Linked DNA regions of Sus scrofa: region 1 is linked to region 2. Evidence: chromatin contacts called from public HiChIP or PLAC-seq data. All regions are on one chromosome and are shown on one strand. Each heading gives the region's core, a stretch centred on a gene start, on an enhancer-like site or on the middle of the called end of the contact. The rest is flanking DNA. Distances are from core to core; before and after follow the strand shown.

What was found. HiChIP or PLAC-seq counts read pairs in DNA pulled down with a chosen protein or histone mark.
Region 1: an H3K27ac HiChIP or PLAC-seq map of skeletal muscle shows a contact between it and region 2. The contact joins two enhancer-like sites. A contact is called at or near these places in 5 of 47 Hi-C or Micro-C datasets (embryonic fibroblasts, heart right ventricle, liver and 2 more) and 1 of 2 datasets of contacts at active chromatin or transcription factors (skeletal muscle).

Annotation. Positions count from the first base shown.
Region 1 is chr14:29,851,410-29,854,245 of Sscrofa11.1, forward strand. The region is part of intron 3 of PITPNM2 (membrane-associated phosphatidylinositol transfer protein 2); the gene reads left to right. Among named protein-coding and RNA genes, the nearest start is that of ARL6IP4, 36 kb to the right of the region's middle. Within about 2 kb of position 1,427, at least 26 of the 83 cell types and tissues checked have an H3K27ac peak or open chromatin away from gene starts, as enhancers often do. A contact at or near this core is called in skeletal muscle, where this site is marked.
Region 2 is chr14:29,754,683-29,757,437 of Sscrofa11.1, forward strand. All of the region lies in intron 1 of PITPNM2 (membrane-associated phosphatidylinositol transfer protein 2), which reads left to right. Among named protein-coding and RNA genes, the nearest start is that of PITPNM2, 26 kb to the left of the region's middle. Within about 2 kb of position 1,294, at least 3 of the 83 cell types and tissues checked have an H3K27ac peak or open chromatin away from gene starts, as enhancers often do. A contact at or near this core is called in skeletal muscle, where this site is marked.

The sequences.
Region 1 (2,836 bases), core at 177-2,676, 97 kb after region 2:
TCTTGAGGCTGCCATAAGAAAGCAACTCACACTGGGTGGCTTAAAGCTGCAGAAATGTATTCTGTCAAAGTTCTAGAGGGCAGAAGTCCAAGATCAAGGTGTTAGCGGGCAGTGCTCCCTCTGAAAGCCTTGGGGTGGGGTGGGGCTGGGGGGGGGATCCTTCTTTCCTGTCCCACCTTCTGGTGGTGATCAGCAATCCTTGACATCCCTTGATTTAAAGCTGTTTCACTCCAGTCTCTGCCTCTGTCATCACCTGGTCACCTGCCCTCGGTGTGTGTGTGATCCATTTTCTCCTTGTATAAGAACAACAGTCATTGGATCGATATCCCACCATTAATCATGTAACGCTTTTAAGTTAAGATGACCCCCTCTCGGAGTTCTTGTTGTGACGCATCAGAAACAAATCCGACCAGTGTCCATGAGGATGCGGGTTCAATCCCTGGCCTTGCTCAGTGGGTTAAGGATCCAGCGTTGTCGTGAGCTGCAGTGTAGGTTGCAGATGAGGCTCAGATCCCACATTGCTGTGGCTGTAGTATAGGCCAGAAGCTGTAGCGCTGGTTCAACCCCTAGCCTGGGAACTTCCATGTGCTCTGGGTGCAGCCCTAAAAAGCAAAAAAAAAAAGGATGACCTCCTCTTGGGGTTCCCACTGTGGTGCAACAGGATCAGCAGTGTCTCTGCAGCACCAGGACACAGGTTCAGTCCCCAGCCTGGCACAGGCACTTAAAGGATCCTGCGTTGCCCCAGCTGTAGCATAGGTCGCAGCCATGGCTCGGATCTGATTCCTGGCCCAGGAACTCCATATGCCTTGAGGCAACCAACAAATAAAAGAAAAAAAATTTTAAATTATCTCCTCTTAACTCATTACCTCTGCACAGATCCTCTAGCCAAGTAAGGTCACAATTTGAGATTCCAGGTGGGGACATCGATTGTGGGGGGCCCTTAAACCCAGTCCATTAGGGCTTGGGCAGATAGGTAGCTCCATCCCCACTTTGCAAACTGACACTAGAGCTTTGCAAACTGACACCAGACAGAAGAAGCAATTTGTCCCGGGTGAGAGAAGGTCATGGAGCTGGCACTAGGGTCTGTTTACTTGCCTAATAACTGTTTGTCAGCACCTACTTTGTGCCAAGGTGTTTCTCTTGAGGTGCTCAATACCTCAGATGAGCAGGCCCTGGATTCTAACAAGTTGAGCTGGTCCCCGCTCTGCCATTTGACAACTGTAACCTCGGACAGGTCACGTGACCTCTCTGAGCCTCCACCTTCCTTTCTGTACGTTGGCAGTAATAGGAGCCCCAAACCTTTCTCAAGGGGTTGTTGTGGTCACTAAAAGAGAAACACCATTCCAAGCACTTAGCACAGCCACTAATAAACGAAGCTACTGTAAGAAGCAGGAGCTTGGAAAGCGTCCAGGAAACAGTCGCTGTTTTCCTTACGGAATCTGGGCCACGTTCCAGGACTCCTTTAAAGAGCGAGGAATGGCATGTCCCTGCTCTGACCTCATCTATGACCTCAACCAGGGTCTTTTTTTTTTTTTTTTTTTTTTTTTTTCCTGAAGGGGACTCAGTGGCTTTGGCCATGGAGATAGAGCATGTCTCTGTGCCCTAGGGTCGCGCCCCGAAGGTGAGGCAGTGCTGTTGGGAGTCTGTGTGTGTGTGAGAGTGTGCGCACACGTGCTGTTCAGGAAGCTGACCGAGGATGGCCTTGGCAATGCCGTCATGTCACCATGGAAACAGATGCTGGGCTTAAAAGTCACCAGCACCTTGACTGTGAGGTTTTGTGCAGAAGCAGAAACCTGAACTTTTGGACCCTGGGAAGGGCATTTGTGGCAAGGGACCCTCAGAGGTGACCCAGGCATCCTGTCTCTCAGGCGGTGCCTCGGAAGGCCCTGCCCACTCCTCATGTTTGAGCTCTCTGAAAGCTTAGTGAGTACAAGAGGTGGCATTGGTTTTTGTTTGTTTTATTTTATACCAGAGTTATTGAGATGTAAGTCCCACACCACACAGTTCACACATTTAAAGTGTACCGTTTAGTGGCTTTTAGCATATTCGCAGAGTTGTGAAACCATCACAATTTTACAGTGTTTTCATCACCCCATAGAGAAGCCACTCTGTATTTTCCCCCCAGCCCCCAGGCAACGAATCAACTACTTTCTGATTATGGATTTGCCTGTTCTGGACATTTCATATAAATGGGATCGTACAGTGTATGGCCTTTTCTGTCTGGTTTCTTTCACTCAGCATGTTTTCAAGTTTCATCCATGTTGTAGCATGTGTCAGTACTTCCTTCCTTCTTTTCTTACAGACAAATCAGATTTCATTGCATGGATATAATTTGTTTATCCATTTATCAATTCATGGACATTTGGGTTGCTTCCACCTTTCAGCTGTTGTGACTAATGTGGCTATGAATCTTGGTTACAAATACTGGTTACAAGTTTCTTTGTTGACATATGTGTTCACTTTCTTGGATGTATATGCCCAGGAGTGGAATTATTGGGTCATATGGTAACTAACTCTATGTTCAACTTTTTGAAGAACAGTCAAACCGTTTTCCCTAGCAGCTGCACCATTTTTGCACCATTTTACATTCCCACCAGTAAAGTATAAGCATGACCATTTCTCCACATCCTCACCACCACTTATTGTCCGGCTTTTTAGCCATCCCAGTGGGTGTGAAGTGGTATGTCATTGTAGTTTTGATTTGCATTTCCCCAAGGTCTAGTTGTATTGAGCATCTTTTTACGTGATTATTGGTCCTTTTGTCTGTTCAAGTCCTTTGTCCTTTTTTTTTTTTTTTTTTTTTTTTTTTTGTCTTTTTGCCATTTCTTGGCCTGCT
Region 2 (2,755 bases), core at 44-2,543:
GACATAGCTTTCATGGACAGGCCATGTGTTTGACACTATTTACCGCATCCACTAGCCAGATGGTCTAAACAACCCGTCAGTTGTACGGGTATGTAAATATTTTCCGTCATTATCATGGTGCTGCCGTGTTGACATTAACAAGAAGGAAGAATTACGCTTGATGCAGTCAAGTGCCAGACAGGCTGCAGGAGGGCGCGACATTGGGGGCAAGCTTGGTTTCTTCTTCTTCTTTTTTTTTTTTTTGTCTTTTTGCCTTTTCTAAGGCCACTCCCGTGGCATATGGAAGGTTCCCAGGCTAGGGGTCTAATTGGAGCTGTAGCTGCTGGCCTACGCCAGAGCCACAGCAACACGGGATCCGAGCCGCGTCTGCGACCTACACCACAGCTCACAGCAATGCCAGATCCTTAACCCACAGAACAAGGCCAGGGATCAAACCCGCAACCTCATGGTTCCTAGTCAGATTTGTCAACCATGCACCACACGGGAACCCCAAGCTTGGTTTCTTCTTGCTGCCTCTTTCTCAGACACCGGGACCCTCATCCAGAGACCCTGGGGAGCCTTCCTCTCAGAGCTCTCAGCCAAGACAAAGTTTGTTATTATTTTATTTTATTTTTTGTTTTTTTTAGGGCCGCATGCTCAGCACATGGAAGTTTCCAGGCTAAGGGTCGAATTGGAGCTGCAGCCTACACCACATCCACAGCAACGCCAGATCTGAGCCGTGTCTGTGACCTACACTGCAGCTCACGGCAACACCAGATCCTTAATCCACTGAGTGGGGCCAGGGATCGAATCCACATCCTCATGGATATTAGGTTCATTTCCACTGAGCTACAATGGGAATTCCTCAGCAAGACAAAGTTTGATTCTCATTATGTATAGTATGTTTTTCACTGTTAGCAGAGCTCTGTGGCCAGCATATTTCCCTCTATGCTTTGCCTACCAGGAAGCCCACAACTAAGTTTTGTTTTTTTTTTTTTAAACTCATTTGCATGCAGATTGTCTGCAATTAGGAGTCTTAGTATAGAGGATCATGTGAAGTGTTTTAGAGGCCAGGCCTGGGGATGGGGGGTGTATATCTCTCTACTGATAGAACTAACCACACAGTCCTGCTGAGTCCAGGAAAGCAAAAGTGTAATTTAGGAAGAGGAAACTGGACCCAGCCAGACTTGCAAAGGAAATGTTGCAGAATGAACACATTCAATTGAAGGACACGGAGATTAGAGTAAGAGGTTCCAAGGGAACAGAGGTGAGAATTGCAATGAGTGTGTCTGCCTTGTAAACTAGATACAGGTCATTTGGATTTTAGTCAGTGTTTTGGATTATGTTTCAGTGTTGCTCTCCCTTCTGCCAAAACTACAGTGTTGCAGAATGTTGGTGCTGACTGGAGAGGCCTCTTAGACCTCAACCTCCTTATTGTACAGATGGGGAGACTGAGGCCCAGAGAGGGGCCAGCTGGAACGCTGTCCACGCTGTACCAGGCCCTGCTCTGGACAGGACAATCAAAAGTCAAGTAACTGAGTGACGGCTTGAGTGGATCAACCAATAGCCTGGTTAGCCCATTGGCTCCTTGGAGGAATCCACCAGCCTTTCCAGCAGCTGTTTGAAACTCAGCACAGGGTGTGATTTCAGCCTTTATTCCATAGGGATTTGGGGAGTGGAAAATGAGTCTCTTCCTCAGACTTATTCGAGTACTGACTTCTCTCAGTGACTCACACATGAGCATGTAGAGGATCTTCCAAAGTCTCACATTACGGATAGACATTTCCCCTAAGCTCCTTTAAGAGCCTGATGCTTGGTCAGTTCTATCCCTGCAACAAAGCACTCCCCAGTTTAGTGGCTTAAAGCACCTTTTGTTTGTTCATGGCGTGGCAACTTGGGCAGAGCTTGGTGGGAACTTCTCTGCTCTGCTGGTGTTGGCTTGGACAGCTTGATCTGGGGTGGAAATCCATTTCCAAGATGGCCCTGCTTCCATTGCTAGCAGGTCAGTACCCGGGCTCAACCGTATCCGCTGAGGATGGGTTCTCCTCCGTGTGGCCCCTCCTCTTGGCTGGACTGGGCTTTCCACAGCTCAATGATCTCCAGGCCATTGGAGATGGCTACATGATGGCTGCTGCTGCCAGGGAGCAAAACACAGACACAGCCATGCCTTCTTGCCCTCATCCTCCATCCTTTTCTTTTTAATATGATTTTTTATTGTAATAAAACATGCGTAGTGTAAAATGTACTGCTTCAACCGTTTTTCAAACTGAAGTAGAGTTGATTTATAATATCATGTTAGTTTCAGGCATACACTTTAGCCTTTTTTCCGTGTACAGTTCAGTGGCATTAAGTACAATCACATTGTTCTGTCACCGTTACCACCATCCACAGAATTCTTCTCATCTTGCAAAGCTGAAACTTTGTCCCTATTGAGCTCTAACTCCCCATCCCCCTTCACCTAGCCCCGGGCACCCACCATTCTACTTTCCATATCTGGATTTTTTTTTTTTCTTTTTATGGCCGCACCTGCAGTGTATGGAAGTCCCCAGGCTGGGGTCGAATCAGAGCTGTAGCTGCCAGCCTACACCACAGCAAAGTGCCACCAAATCCAAGTTACGTCTCTGACCTACCCTGCAGCTTGAGGCAACGCCAGATCCTTAACCCACTGAGCGAGGCCAGGGATTGAACCTGCATCCTCATGGAGATAACATCAGGTGCTTAATCTGCTGAGCCACAATGGTAACTCCTGACCCTATGGATTTGACTCCTCTGGGTT